Linked DNA regions of Mus musculus: all the other regions are linked to region 1. Evidence: chromatin contacts called from public promoter capture Hi-C data. All regions are on one chromosome and are shown on one strand. The core of a region is the stretch at or near the end of the contact, and the rest is flanking DNA. Distances in the headings are between cores, read along the strand shown. Region 1 holds the start of Casc3 (cancer susceptibility candidate 3). Region 2 holds the start of Cntd1 (cyclin N-terminal domain containing 1). Region 3 holds the start of Rdm1 (RAD52 motif 1). Region 4 holds the start of Stat3 (signal transducer and activator of transcription 3). Region 5 holds the start of Ezh1 (enhancer of zeste 1 polycomb repressive complex 2 subunit).

Region 1 (2,700 bases), core at 78-2,577:
AGAGCAGGATTACAGGTATTGTCCCCTCATAGCCTGCATCTGGGGAGGCTGAAGCTGGTGGGTCCCGAGTGATGAAAAGGCTAGCTTGAGGTCATAGATTTTCTTAAAAAAAAAAAAAAAAAAGAAAAAAGAAAAAAAACATCCCAAGCTGGATTCCGACCAAACAACTAAAGGACAAAGTGGCATGCTATCCTTGTCCTTATTTAGACACTCAACTTGGCAGTCTTGCTGCACCATTTTAGATTGTGATGGATAAGATTCTTATGCCTTTCACACTTATTAAATCATGCATCCTCCATTTTGAGTTCAGGCAGTTGTTTCTGGAGCTGAACTCCATGATACATTTGGCCACCTGTCACCAGTTGAATCAGTCCCTGCAGACAGTCATGATTCCTTGGAGTCTCATACTGTTTATAGATCTGGTAAGCAGTGGGGACCTTTAGCTATTTATGAAAACAGCTCAGAGTCCTCTTAACTCATCTATTTGATGTATATTAACAATATGCAGTAATAAATTAGCTTACAAACTATATGTTGCTGCAAGGTAGTTGTGCTGAGTTTTCTTTCACTGCTGATAAATGCATACCCAAAGCATTCTCTGTAGAGTAACAATGCACCAGGATTTGAAACTAATACCTCGAGACATTGAAGGGGCAGAGAGGGTCCAAAACTAGCCTCTTAACTAGTCAAGGGTGATCCAGCTCTGATGTTTTAAAAGCATAGTAAGACTAGTGTCCTTCCAACCTTCAGTTCTCAAAATGAGATAACTAGGTTAGGAAGACACATGGAGAAAGGAGATTTTGAATACACCCAGGAAACACCGCAATACTAAGTTCTGTCCCCACTGCAGTTTCTCCTTTCCCCTAAATTTAGACTGAGGTGAAGAGCTGGCAACTGACGCAGGACTAAAGGCTTTTTCACCTGGACTCGTGATTTTTAACCATGCGAAGGAATACAGTAAAATGTTCTGTATAGAATTCAGGGGAAAGCGAGCAATGGAAAACGAAAATCATGCAATTGCTCCAACGTCGCACTGGAGCTAGAAGAGCTCGAAACCCTCCCCAAGGAAAGTCCAAGATGGCCGAGCTAAGAACCCGAAGAGGATGCAATAGCCCCGCTCCCAGGCGCCCTCCGCCCGCCGGGGCTAGGGGTGTGGGGGTGTGGGGAAATAAAGCGCTAGGCCACGCCTCCTTACATCACCGACAGACGTCATCTCGCTCTCCAGAAAACGTGCCGCAGGGTGCAGGCCCCGCCCCGCGGAAAGAAGGGCGGCCCTCCCTGGACGTGAAGCACGCTGGGACTCCGGAGTCTCGAGCTTCCCGGCAGCCTCCGCGGCGGGCGTGGTGCGTAAGGAGCTGACCAGCGGTGGCCGTTCTCCGTAAGATGGCGGACCGGCGGCGGCAGCGCGCTTCCCAGGACACGGAGGACGAGGAATCCGGGGCTTCGGGTTCCGACAGCGGCTCTCCGGCGCGGGGCGGCGGCAGCTGCAGCGGGAGCGTCGGAGGCGGCGGCAGTGGCTCGCTGCCTTCTCAGCGCGGCGGCCGCGGCGGGGGCCTTCACCTGCGGCGGGTGGAGAGCGGGGGCGCCAAGAGCGCCGAGGAGTCTGAGTGTGTGAGTGAGCGGCGGGCGGTCCAGGGCGGCGACCCGGCAGGGGGCGGGCTGGAGATGCTGTGAGATGCCGGGCCTCCTCTTAGAGGGAAAGAAAGGTTGTCCCGCTGCGAATCTGCATCCACCCAGAGCCCCGGGGAAGGAGGACTGGGTGGTTTCTGAGCTCAGGGCGTGCAATGTTTACACGGAAACTGGGGCTGGGATGTAGAGAACCGCCATTCTCGATGTGACTTCTGAAGATTTATCTTGCCCCATATTCCTACCCAACCATCTGTGTTGATTCTTCAGTCGTCCCTCACGGTTATCTGCGGGTGGGCTCCCCGCGTCTGGAAATCACCAACTCTAACCTGTGTGATCTTCTTCCTCCCAGGAGAGTGAAGATGGCATGGAAGGAGATGGTGAGTAATTTTACTTTATCTTGAATTCTTGTGGATGTAAATTAAGGCCATGTATATCTTACACTGGGTCTTTCTCGGTTTGTTAGGGGTTTTTGGAGAGCGTTCCCCGGGAGTGGCGTTTGTGTCATGGTGATGATGAGCATGCTTGTTTGGTTTGGTTCCTTTTTGGAAGGTGACAGATTGAGTGCACTGTGGTGACTTAGAATAACACCTGACAACAGCATAGTTTTTCGTCAGTGTGGTCCCAAAGTTCTCCATCTGTCAACAGAAACTATAATTTTATCTGCCCCAGAAAGTTGCTGCGTCCACAAATTAAGTGAGGATGTTTGCCTGGCCCAAAACGAACTGTCAGAAATGTAGTAACAAACGTTTATGTTATTACATATCACATAATTTGTCTTTTCCTTTCAGCTGTTCTTTCCGATTATGAAAGTGCAGAAGATTCAGAAGTGAGTGTGATAGATTCTTTTTCCTTATGGCGTAAGTCAGAAAATGTCTCTTTAAAAAAACCTCTAGCTGTGTGGTACAAAAATTCCCTGACTTGCTTCTCTTATACATTCTTCTCGTGTGCTTTTAAAAGTCTGTTAGAAGTCTGGTGATGGTGGCACATGTCTTTAATTCCAGCCTTGCCCGGTTAATGACTGCAACTTGAAGCCACACCTCTTGAAGGGACAGGTTACACTTAGTTGATTTA
Region 2 (2,700 bases), core at 42-2,541, 2.5 Mb after region 1:
GGAGCTTTCCAGCGTGAAGTGCCATATGTCTCTCTGCCCCCACACACTAGCTTGGCTTCGGGAGACATGACTCATTTTATTACTTTAACTTGACCCTATCTTTCCCACTTTAAGGTTCCAACGCTGCAGTTAAGCCACACCCTCCCCCTTAAGAGTCGGGGCCCCTGGGAGGTGAAGGGGTAAACCACAAAGTTTGGGTAAAGGCAAGGTTGCATACCTCTCAAACAAGGAAATAAAAAGGGCTGAGTAACTGGACAAACTGCACGTGAAGTGAGCAATCCCCCCCTTGGCAGCGGCCAAATGCATAGTCTCTGGCTTCTTGGGCTCAATCACACAGTCCGACGTTAGTGTGCCAGTGATGCTGTAAGACCACCAGGCATCATTCAACATATACAGGGGATCCAGCAGTTTGAAGATGGTCCATACAGTTAGGGTCCCGAAGCTCGCTCTCTCTCAAGAGCACGGGCTCGGGCAGCTTTGGCTTCATCTTCCAGCTCATCAAGGAAACGCTCTTGGGCCACCGAGTAGAAGGTGTAACCATCTGACGGAGTGGGTTCAGGAAACCACAAAGCACATGGGCATTCCTTTCGTCTAGCCACCCTTGCTGTTTTCCCAAATTAATGATTTTGGATTGCCACCCTTTTGCTCCTTTTGAACCCTTAACCAATTGTTATTACTAAGCCAATACGCGCTGCGTATATATAGTAAGATTAGGCATGAACCTCATTTGCCCGCACATTAAAAGCTACACGTCTTGTTCCCTTTTCCCTAACCCCATATGCGGTATAGCCAGGACGGATACAAATAGCTAACACCAGGGCCCCGATGCCCAGGCCGGTCATGATGTTCCGGGTCCGCCGCTGTGGCAGTGTTTTCTGCCACTGGGCAAGTTGCACCTGCCGCATAAACTGCAACTGCGCTGGGGTCAATTTCTCCCGCGACGGGTCGATGCGCTGAGCGAATGGAGCATTTCCATTCTTAGCATTCAGAGGGTCACCAGCTCCAGGGGCCGCCATGTTGCTGCTCCGCCCTAAGCCGTCAAGCCCGGAACTCGCCAGGAATTGTAGTCTTTGACTTCAGCAAGGAACTCTGGGAGCTGTAGTCCACGTGGAGTTTTCTGGGTAGAGGCAGGGTCTCTCCGCCCTAGAGGAGGGACAGGAAAGGTGAAAAGCGCCCTGCTTTCTGATTGGCTGAGCTCTCTGTGTCAGTTGGGGCGCGAAAAGCTGTTGACCGTTCGAAGCCGTGGTGGACATTATGTTTTTTCTCAGATTCGAAGCGAGGGCAAACATATAGAAAGGGAAGGAAGAATCCAAGGTGTGGCAGAAGATTCTGGAAATAAGCTAAGGAGGCCAGTTTATGGATCCCGTAAACTGTCCAAGTACTCCGAAAGACTTATGAATATGGAAGGACCCTTGAGGCCCAGGCTGGTGAACTGTAGTGACTTTCAGTTCGGAGTGGTTACCACAGAGACTATCGAAAACGCCCTGCTTCACTTGGCCCAGCAGAACGAGCAAGCCGTGAAGGAGGCTGCGGGACGGACGGGCAGCTTCAGGGAGACCCGGATCGTGGGTGTGGATGCAGAGTGGGGAGTCAGGTTTACGGGAGGCAGGGGAGCGTTGATCTTTGTTTTTCACTCAAATATTTTGCTAGTACTCTTGTTGTGCGAGGTCGTGGGGCTTATAAGCGATGAACGAGGCTTACTAGCACTCTTTTTTTTATTTCTTAACCCCCACTTCCCTGCACCACTCCCCACGTGCCTTTTTTTATTTTTATTTTTAAAGACAAAGTCTCACTGTGGAGTCATGACCTGGAACACTCTCTGTAGCTTAGGCTGGCCTGGAATTGACAGATGTTCTGACTCCCAGATGCTGGGATTAAAAGCACACGGCATCATGGGGAGTCCCCCCCCTTTTAAAATTAATGTATGTCTGTATGAGGGTATCCAATCACCTGAAACTGAGGTTATAGACAGCTGTGAGCTGCCATATGGGTGCTGGGAATTGAACCCTGGTCCTCTAGAAGGGTAGCCAGTGCTTCTAACTGCTTGAGCCATCTCTCCACCACCAGCCCCCTTTACTCTTCTTTCCATAAACGTGTTTAGAGTGCTTATCATTTACATTGCCTGGTATAGAAAGAGGGAACTGCAATCTAGCCATTGCTCTCAAACTATGTAGTCTTTAGGTGGGAATTGTTAACATATGAGCAAGTGGATACAAATAACGGTTAGAGTGATTGACACAGAGAATACAAGCTACTATGAGAATTTAAAGGAGTGGTAAGATGAGGTCCAGGGATTGAATGATACCATGAATAAAACTTGGGAAAACAAGAGGGAGGCTGGGAGCGGAGGGTTTAGTTGTCCAGGTTGACCAGAGCATATGGAGAAGCAATAGAGAGTAAGGCCAGGAAAGTAGTTTGGAGACATTCCAAGCAGAGGTCTGAATGTCTGTCAGGGGAGAGAACTTTATACTTGTTTTAGCAGGAAAAAAGAAGAATTGAGAATTATAGGCAGTTGTGAGCCACCTGATGTGGGTGCTGGGAATTGAACCCAGGTTTTCTGGAAGACCTGCCAGTGCTCTTAACTGCTAAGCCATCTCTGCTGAGCGAAGCCACTGAAATGTAAATGAGGGGGCCAATGTGGCTGTCATTTTCCCCCTGGTAAAAATGATTTTGTATGTGGTCTAAAGGCTGGAGTTGAGT
Region 3 (2,765 bases), core at 27-2,526, 2.8 Mb after region 1:
AGTTATTTGGGGGAAGAGAGGGGAGGGAGGGCTTGGAGAAGGGGTTGAGGTAGATGAACAGATAGGCAGACAGAGGGGAACAGAGTCACGAGGGCAGAGAAAGCAGGGGACAGAGAAGGAGAGAATGGGGGCTGGGGCCAGAGACCGCAAGGAACACGTGGGAACAGAGAGAGCTGGAGTGGTGAAGCAGTCGTTATCACCACACCTGAAGAAGCACCATAAGCTGGTTGCTTGATCCTAGGGAGGAGCCTAGCGGAATCGCCTGTAAACTAATAAATTAAGCAGAAAATCGAAAGGCCCCTTTTCCTCAAGGACCTTTTGTTGTGGGTGTGGTCTGAAAGACTGCGAAGAAGAACCTGGTTGTATCGCAGGGAAAGGTCAATACGTCCCCTCTGCGCCCCGGTTGCGCTCTACAGCGCAGAAGCGGAAAAAGCAGTCCAGGTTCGAGCTTTCGGCGCGCTTGGGCGGGGCATGCAAATAACTGCTCTGTGGAACTCTGGGAGCAAAAACAAAAAACTGCAACCAAAACTTCTCGGCCTCCTTGAATCTTACAGGCTTTTCGTGGCGTAAAGGTGGTGTACTCAATGAAGAGGAGAGTCTGTGTTGGCTGCATGTTTGAGTCGGTTGGTTGGTGACTGTGAATTAAAGGTGTGGTCGGTGTTGAGTGTATGGGGCGTGTGGGCGTAGTTCGGTATCGCTTCTCGGCCTTTTGGCTAAGATCAAGTGTAGTATCTGTTCTTATCAGTTTAATATCTGATACGTCCTCTATCCGAGGACAATATATTAAATGGATTTTTGGAAGTAGGAGTTGGAATAGGAGCTTGCTCCGTCCACTCCACGCATCGACCTGGTATTGCAGTACCTCCAGGAACGGTGCACCCCCTCTGGGGAGTAAAGTTGGTTTTAAAGTCAGAGCATGGTGATTGTAGGGCAGTCCAGCTTTTTAAATATGTCTGTGTTTTCTTCTTCTTAACTTTCGTTAGTTTGTATCCTGATTGGGTTGTGTACACGATAACTGAGTTCTCGTTTGCGCCAGAGCTGGAGAGATGGCTTAGTGGTTAAGAGTACCGACTGCTTTTCCAAAGGCCCTGTGTTCAGGTCCCAGCAACCACATAAATAAATAAATCTTAGGAAAAAAAAAAAGAAAAAAGAGTGTAGCACTGGAGCTAATGTGGGGTGGAAACATTTTAAATATGTGCTTTGTGGGAAGTTTTAAGGAAATCGTTAAGCTCCGCCCTTTACTTGTGAGGGTTTAAATTTCGCGGTAGTAGCTTGCGCAGGCGCACTGGCTTTACCATGGCGGAGTTGATCTCTTTCGTAGTTCCCACCCAGAGCGACAAAGTTTTGTTGGTGTGGGATCTGAGCACTGGGCCCCCAGCCGAAGCCTTAAGTGTGAGGGGCTGCGCGGAGAGGGCAGGGGAAGGGAGTGGGGGGACAGGAGGCGTGGGCCCCGCGTGGGCGCAGAGGAACGGGGAGCCAGCGAGGGCTTGTCTCCTCCTTAGATGAAGCCCCAGTGAAGGGAGTGCTTCCAGCGGAGAAGGGCGGGATCTGGGCTTGAAGTGAGGTAGGGGGTCAGCACTCACTGGTGGGCCTCCCACAGCATTCTCTGTTCACAGTGTTCTCTCAGTTTGGCCTTCTGTATTCAGTCCGAGTCTTCCCGAACGCTGCAGTGGCTCGTCCTGGTTTCTACGCCATCATCAAGTTTTACTCCTCGCGGGACGCACAGAGAGCCCAGAAGGCTTGCGATGGGAAACCCCTTTTTCAGACATCACCAGTGAAGGTGTGTGCAAATGCAGGCTTCAGGATAACGTTCCGAGTTCTGCAGTGAGTAGCTAGAGACTCTGTGGTGCCCTGATTCACCCGGTGCTTCCAGATGCGTTTTCACTGATCCTCTGGCCTCAGGTATCCTAGGTGATGGTTAGGTGATAAAAGGTTCATCATGAGAGTAATTGTGGTCAAACCCAAGAGTTCCAATGAAAATCCCATGTCGTATGTTACATTTACATTTATTATTTACATTATTTATAAACATTTTCTATTTTATTTGGACTTAAAATGTGTTTGACCAACTGCCAGTTTTAATATAATGGATGCTTTATTGTCATCACTGTAAAATAGAACTTCCTTCAGGTTCCAGAGGTGGGGAAAGCATCCTTTAGTACATTGTAGCCTTCATTCCATATTAACATAGAACCCGTTCCCCCAGAGCCTCAGCACATCTCACCATGTTTCTCAATTCCACCACCTGTCCTTTCAATTTCTGATTGGCCACTTTTGATGTATCAACCTGCTGCTGACCCAGCTTCTTATTCTTATCCATATTGCTTTTTTTTTTTTTTTTTAAGATTTATTTATTATATGTAAGTACACTGTAGCTGTCTTCAGACACTCCAGAAGAGGGCGTCAGATCTTGTTACAGATGGTTGTGAGCCACCATGTGGTTGCTGGGATTTGAACTCTGGACCTTCGGAAGAGCAGTCGGGTGCTCTTACCCACTGAGCCATCTCACCAGCCCCCATATTGCTTTTCTTTTCTTCTCCCTTGAACCTTGATTAAATCTGAGAACTGCAGTTAGTAGTGACCCCAAGTGAATTTTCTCTACGTCCATACATGATGCAAGACCTTTTTCTATCTTAGATCACCCACTTCCAGGTCCTGAGGTGATTTGCTTGCCAGTCATTCTTTAAGGAATTTGATTGGTATGTTTCTAACCTATGGCCACATCTCAGCCATTTAGATACTGTATGTGGAACTGGGAAGATTAC
Region 4 (2,740 bases), core at 96-2,595, 2.1 Mb after region 1:
GACTTGAGCAACAGTCTGGATTTTGCCAACTTACCAATTTATAGCCACACACCCCCCAACAGGTAAAGTTTACACACAGAACTCAGCCAAGGCCAGCCTGTCTTTGTTTCCCTAGCTTCTGCTTTTACACAAGAGCTTGGCTATGAGACAGAAAACTCCCACTCTTGATTGGCTCACCCTGGCCTGTGCAATTAAGCAACACCACGATCCAGTAAATGCAATGGCTCAATTATTTATCGTCTCGTCGAGTTTACCAGGTGTTTATGAGAGAACAATGTCAAAGAGGAAAGAGGTTTGTTGCTCTTTAGAGCTGGTTTGGCCAGGGATTTATTTTGAATTGGGAAAAAAAAAAGTGTTCTTAACAAGGTGGGGGAAATCATAGCTTAACACAGAAAGAGATGGGAGAGAATTTAGAAAGGATACAAGTTTGTCAATTTTCTATAGGAAATCTGATTCTTAAGAAAAAAATCTAGCCAGTCCCAGAGGCTGGGGGGGGGGGGGGAGGGGGAGGGGGAGGGGCGGAGAGGCAGGAGGAGAGACACAACAGTTCCCACCTCCTAAGTGGGTACAGCTGACTACAGAAGGAACGGGAGCAAGGCAAAGAAAGTGGCTAGGCAAGGAACGGCCAGGCCCAGCACAGGGGCAGGAAGGAGGCTCCTTCTAACGCCTCCACCCCAATGATCTCCACCTGAGTGGCAGTGGCTCTGGTGGCCCGAACGTCCCTAGCCTCCGGGAGCAGTCACAGGAGGGCCGCTTCTGTCAGTTCTGTTACCCTCAGCCTAGAATGTCCTCCCCCCCACGGTCCTACACCCCCCAGAACTCCCCACTCTCTCTCCGCATCTCCCCCTCGAAACTTACAGCGTCCCTTCCTTTCCCAGGCTGGTTCCTGTCATCCGGACGTCAGTGCCGCCGGGACGACCCTGTGTGTCTCCTCCTATCCTCCTGCCCCATGTAAGTGTCCATTCACAGCTCTAAGCACCCCCACAGCTGACGAACCGTGGGGTCCCCCATGCCGTCCCCCGTGCCGTCGGGGAGGTGGCCCCACCCTGCACCCCCTTCACCTGTCTCCGGGGCTGAGGCCCGACTGGCCGGCCTGCGCTGACTCCAGGCGCGAGCTGCTGGGCTCCCGAGGGCCGCCTGGCCTCTCCTAGCCGACGCGGTCAGGCGACACCGAGCGGGGTTGTACCTCAGCGATCCGGTTAGGGCTCGTTCCCTCCGCCGCGACGTCGGAACCCCAGGTTCCCCCTCCCTGTCTACACTGCAGCTCCGGAAACCGCTGAATTACAGCCCCTCCAGCCAATCCCCACCCAGCCGCCACTGGCCAAGACACGCCTCCATGCATAATTAAGGAATGGCCAGCTGGCTAGGCCACCCTGAGGCCTCCGGGCGAGCGCTGTACTTCCTAAGCCCCGCCCACTAACCAATGAAAAACGCCTCTAGGAGAGAAGGCGGGGTCGAGAGCTCTGGGCACACCTCCCTGAGTTGGCTGTTCTGAGAGCTTTGTGCTCCTCCCTCCGCGACCAAGGGACGCGCAGAGGCCTAGCTTACAAAAAAGCCCGGGGGGAGGGAGGAGACATTAGCGGAATGTCCTGCTGAAAACTCAGCTGAGTTCCTGGCAGTGCGTGACGTCAAGACACTTTAAATGCCCTGATACGGCTCGCTTCTGCCCGCTCTCCCTTTTCCCGGCCCTTGGCACCACGTGGGGGCGAGTTTGTGAGCTCCTTACCACGTGGGAATCAGCCACTTAGGCGGTCCCCAGGTGTCACCCCACTTAAGCATTTGGGTTTGTGGAGACATCAAAAAAGAACATGGGCAACTCCTGGCTGCTCTGAACTTCAGTTCTGCGTGATTATGGGCATACACCCGGAAATATGACGTGGAAATAGAGTAATTACTAGATTGCGTGGGGGAGAATAGTGGCTATAACCCGGTTCTCTGTTCCACCATTTCAAACCTGAATCTCAACAGCAAGGCTGATTGGTCAGCTCACAGAAATGCAGAGAGCCTATGCATGACAGCTGACACGAATACACAGTACTTGCCATTTCCACGTGTGTCTGAGTTCTTTTTTTTTTAAACTGTTATACTGGGTCTTGAAATTCTGAAAGATAGTTTTGACCAACTTGTTTCCATTAAAAGGTACTTATTTTAGGAGCTAGAGGGATGCCTAAGTTAAGGGGACTGCCAGGCTGATCCTGGTAAAAATTCAAGTTCAAGTTCCAGCATCCCACAAGATGGCTCTTAGCCATTTGTAACTCCACTCTGGGGTCTGGGGGGGGGGGGGGGATCTGAAGCCCTCCTCAGGCCTCTGCCCGCAGCAAAGACACACACCTTGTGCAGAAAAACGTGCAGACAAAATTAAATCACTTTTAATTAGGCACTTAATTTTAAGAACTGAAGCTAACACACACAGAGAGAAAGCCCATAAAATATTCTGATGATTTTAGGATTCATTGTTAACATTAACTAGTCTTTCACCATTAAACTTAAATGTCCAATTGAGACAAACCAGTTCTTCCACACTTTCCCACTACTGCTTAACTAGAGTGGCAGGAGTTAGGAGTAACATCCATTTAGTCTTTTGGGGGGGGTCTTGACGCTCTTGAAATTATCTGACCTATTTCACGTCTTGTATGTTGGGAGTACAGATTTTACTGAGTTGGAATCAGCAGTTCATGGTACGTGTATATGCTTGGCTTTCTGTCATAGAGAATGAACTCTGCGTACTGCAGTGATTTGT
Region 5 (2,714 bases), core at 132-2,631, 2.4 Mb after region 1:
TCATTGGGCTGAAGATTTCTTATTCTGAGATATCATGTAGCAAATGTACCCCAAAAGTCTCTACATTTTCAATGTCCTCCCTGTACATATCCAATTCTTTGTGATCCTTGGCTCTGTTTCCCAAGGCATAGGTTCCATACTTTGGCTAATCAGTTTACCCACACCTCCAACACTAACCTCCATCTAATCTATTTCCATTCTCTTCCTTGTGCCCCACCACCTACATCATCTCAGTGGTCACTTTGACCAAAGTAAGCTCGTCCCACATGGTGAAAAGCCTGCTCAGCGGTTAAGAACACTTGTTGCTCTTGCAAACAACAAGGACTGGCTCAGTTCCCTGCTCCCACATGGTGGTATGTAAGCATCCTTAACTCTAGTACCAAGGGATTCGATGTCCCTGGAACCATCCATACATAGAGTGCACACACATTAAAAACAAACAAACAAACAACAACAACAACAACAAAAACCCAAACAACTAAATCTTAACAATTCTCGCCAGGCGTGGTGGTGCACTCCTTTAATCCCAGCACTGGGAGTCAGAGGCAGGCGGATTTCTGAGTTCGAGGCCAGCCTGGTCTACAGAGTGAGTTCCAGGACAGTCAGGCTACACAGAGAAACCCTGTCTCGAAACACGCCCCCAAAAAAAATTCTCTTAAAGCTTTGTCTCACATCTACTTCCTGACAAGTTATGTCCCAAATATAGCACCTTCCCTTTTACTTCGGGATGCGTTCATTTACATATCGTTTCTGGGAATTCTGGGGACGGGAGAGACAGTCACAGTTTGAAGACAAATCCTCACTCAAACCCGGAACTAAAGTGAGGCGAGTTAGACCAGCGACAAGGTCCGGGAGCAAAATGTTGAGGAGGTGCCGCGCGACCCCGGGAATCTCGACCCTGACACTTGGGCGTCTTAAGAACCTCTCACACTTGGCGGGCATCTCGGCCTGGCCACCCCTTCCTCAACATCACTCAAAGCCTCTGCGAGCCCGAGCCACCCGGGCCTCTGGCCCTCCCGCTTACAAGAGTCAGGGTCCCCTGGCAGACGCCAAGGCCCACCCACGTTGGCACGGGCCACCAGCCGGGTCCGCCCCCGCCGCGCCCCCTCCGCCACGCGGCCCCCCGCAGCTCGCACGCGCTGTCGCCCCGGGTCCCACCACACTCGGGACGACAGGCTTCGCGCTACCCCGGGTCAGGCAATGGTGTGGCCCTCAGTTTCCTCATTTCTTCGCCTCCCCAGCCCTGAGGTTCAAGCGTCACGCCAAGCCCAGGCCCGGCCCCACCGCCCAGCCCCGTCTTGTTTACTCACTCACCCTCCATCCTGAGACGCAGCCACCCGCCACTAGGACGCCTGCGCGCTACGGCCACGCCCCTGCGCCGCGGCCACGCCCCGCGCCTCCCCTCCGTGCGCGTGCGCACTCTGAGGGTGGATCACCTGGGCTGCGGTCTTCGCAGGTGTGTGTTTTCGCTAAGGTGATGTAGCTCTAGTCCGACACTTTCCTAGGTGGCGCTGTCAGAGAAAAGTCATCCTGGAGCCACAGATCTCTTCTTGAAGACTTTATTCAGCAGCGCACCATTGCCAACCGTGTTTAGACAACTTACAAGTCAAATTTTGGAAGACAGCCTGCCTCTGCCTCCCAAGTGCTGGGATCAAAGGTGTGCGCCACCACGCCCGGCTTGAGAATATTGTTTTAATATTTATTTATTTATTTATTATATGTAAGTACACTGTAGCTGTCTTCAGACACCCCAGAAGAGGGCATCAGATATCATTACGGATGGTTGTGAGCCATCATGTGGTTGCTGGGATTTGAACTCACGACCTTCAGAAAAGCAGTCGGCGCTCTTAACCGCTGAGCCATCTCTCCAGCCCTCGAGAATATTTTTTAAACCTCTCCACAAGATACTTAATATTACAAAAAGGGAATAGTAACTATAGAGGCAAGAAATATCCATCATCAGAAACGAACAGGTTCTTTTTTTCAAAATATTTTATTATTTATTTATTTGCGTATGTGTGTTTTAATACATGCTATGGTGGTTTTTGGTTTTGGTTTTTTGTTTTTTTGGGGGGGGTGGTTTTTCGTTTTCGTTTTGTTTTTGTTTTTTTCGAGACAGGGTTTCTCTGTGTAGCACTGGCTGTCCTGGAACTCATTTTGTAGACCAGGCTGGCCTCAAACTCGGAAATCTGCCTGCCTCTGCCTCCCAAGTGCTGGGATTAAAGGCATGCACCACCACTCCCCGGACTTTTAGTTATTTTTTAACGATGCATTTGTTTGTTTTAGTGTGTGTGTGTGTGTGTGTGTGTGTGTGTGTGTGTGTGCCTGGGTGTATGTATCTGTACCATGTGTTTGTGGGCATACTTGGAGGCCAAAAGAGGCCATCAGATCCCCTGGGACTGGAGTTGCTAACCGTAGTGAGGTACCATGTAGGTGCTGAAGATCAAATCTTGGTCCTTTTTAAAGTCGCCTTTGTTCTTATCCACTGTACCATCTCTCCAGCCTCCACTATTCTTTTCCTTTTATCAAAAACTTTGGAGGTAGGTATAGTGGTGGCACACATCTTTAATCCCAGCACTTTGGAGGCAGAGGCAGAGGCAGGTGTCTGCAGAAAAGGGACTGAGGTGCATATTTTACATATCAAAGTGGACCTGGCCTCCAAGTTCTCCCAGCAACCCTTCAGTTCCTACCTGGCATACCCTGCCCCCAACCCT

Evidence for each region. Promoter capture Hi-C pulls out the DNA fragments that hold promoters and counts their contacts.
Region 2: a contact with region 1 is called in a promoter capture Hi-C map of hippocampal neurons, with 4 times the contacts expected there. The contact joins the promoter of Cntd1 here to the promoter of Casc3 in region 1. A contact is called at or near these places in 2 of 39 promoter capture datasets (hippocampal neurons and liver).
Region 3: a contact with region 1 is called in a promoter capture Hi-C map of pre-B cells, with 2.6 times the contacts expected there. The contact joins the promoter of Rdm1 here to the promoter of Casc3 in region 1. A contact is called at or near these places in 2 of 39 promoter capture datasets (cranial neural crest and pre-B cells).
Region 4: a promoter capture Hi-C map of hippocampal neurons shows a contact between it and region 1, with 6 times the contacts expected there. The contact joins the promoter of Stat3 here to the promoter of Casc3 in region 1.
Region 5: a contact with region 1 is called in a promoter capture Hi-C map of liver, with 2.3 times the contacts expected there. The contact joins the promoter of Ezh1 here to the promoter of Casc3 in region 1. A contact is called at or near these places in 2 of 39 promoter capture datasets (embryonic stem cells and liver).

The regions. Positions count from the first base shown.
Region 1 is chr11:98,808,481-98,811,180 of GRCm38.p6, forward strand. Casc3 (cancer susceptibility candidate 3) reads left to right here and starts at 1,328. Exons shown (of 14, transcript NM_138660.2): 1 at 1,328-1,611; 2 at 1,979-2,006; 3 at 2,418-2,455. The coding sequence starts at 1,384. It overlaps Gm12359 (predicted gene 12359), which reads right to left and starts at 1,609. Exons shown (of 3, transcript NR_033551.1): 1 at 1,196-1,609.
Region 2 is chr11:101,277,912-101,280,611 of GRCm38.p6, forward strand. It overlaps Cntd1 (cyclin N-terminal domain containing 1), which reads left to right and starts at 1,292. Exons shown (of 7, transcript NM_026562.2): 1 at 1,292-1,569. The coding sequence starts at 1,395. It overlaps Coa3 (cytochrome C oxidase assembly factor 3), which reads right to left and starts at 1,037. Exons shown (of 2, transcript NM_026618.2): 1 at 803-1,037; 2 at 59-541. The coding sequence starts at 1,016. The coding sequence ends at 429.
Region 3 is chr11:101,626,673-101,629,437 of GRCm38.p6, forward strand. Rdm1 (RAD52 motif 1) reads left to right here and starts at 1,277. Exons shown (of 7, transcript NM_025654.2): 1 at 1,277-1,392; 2 at 1,601-1,780. The coding sequence starts at 1,297. It overlaps LOC115487916 (a small nuclear RNA gene), which reads left to right and starts at 694; the gene lies at 694-884.
Region 4 is chr11:100,938,195-100,940,934 of GRCm38.p6, forward strand. It overlaps Stat3 (signal transducer and activator of transcription 3), which reads right to left and starts at 1,346. Exons shown (of 24, transcript NM_213659.3): 1 at 1,062-1,346. Gm46295 (a long non-coding RNA gene) reads left to right here and starts at 144. Exons shown (of 2, transcript XR_001780333.2): 1 at 144-292; 2 at 879-2,048.
Region 5 is chr11:101,225,082-101,227,795 of GRCm38.p6, forward strand. It overlaps Ezh1 (enhancer of zeste 1 polycomb repressive complex 2 subunit), which reads right to left and starts at 1,382. Exons shown (of 21, transcript NM_007970.3): 1 at 1,315-1,382.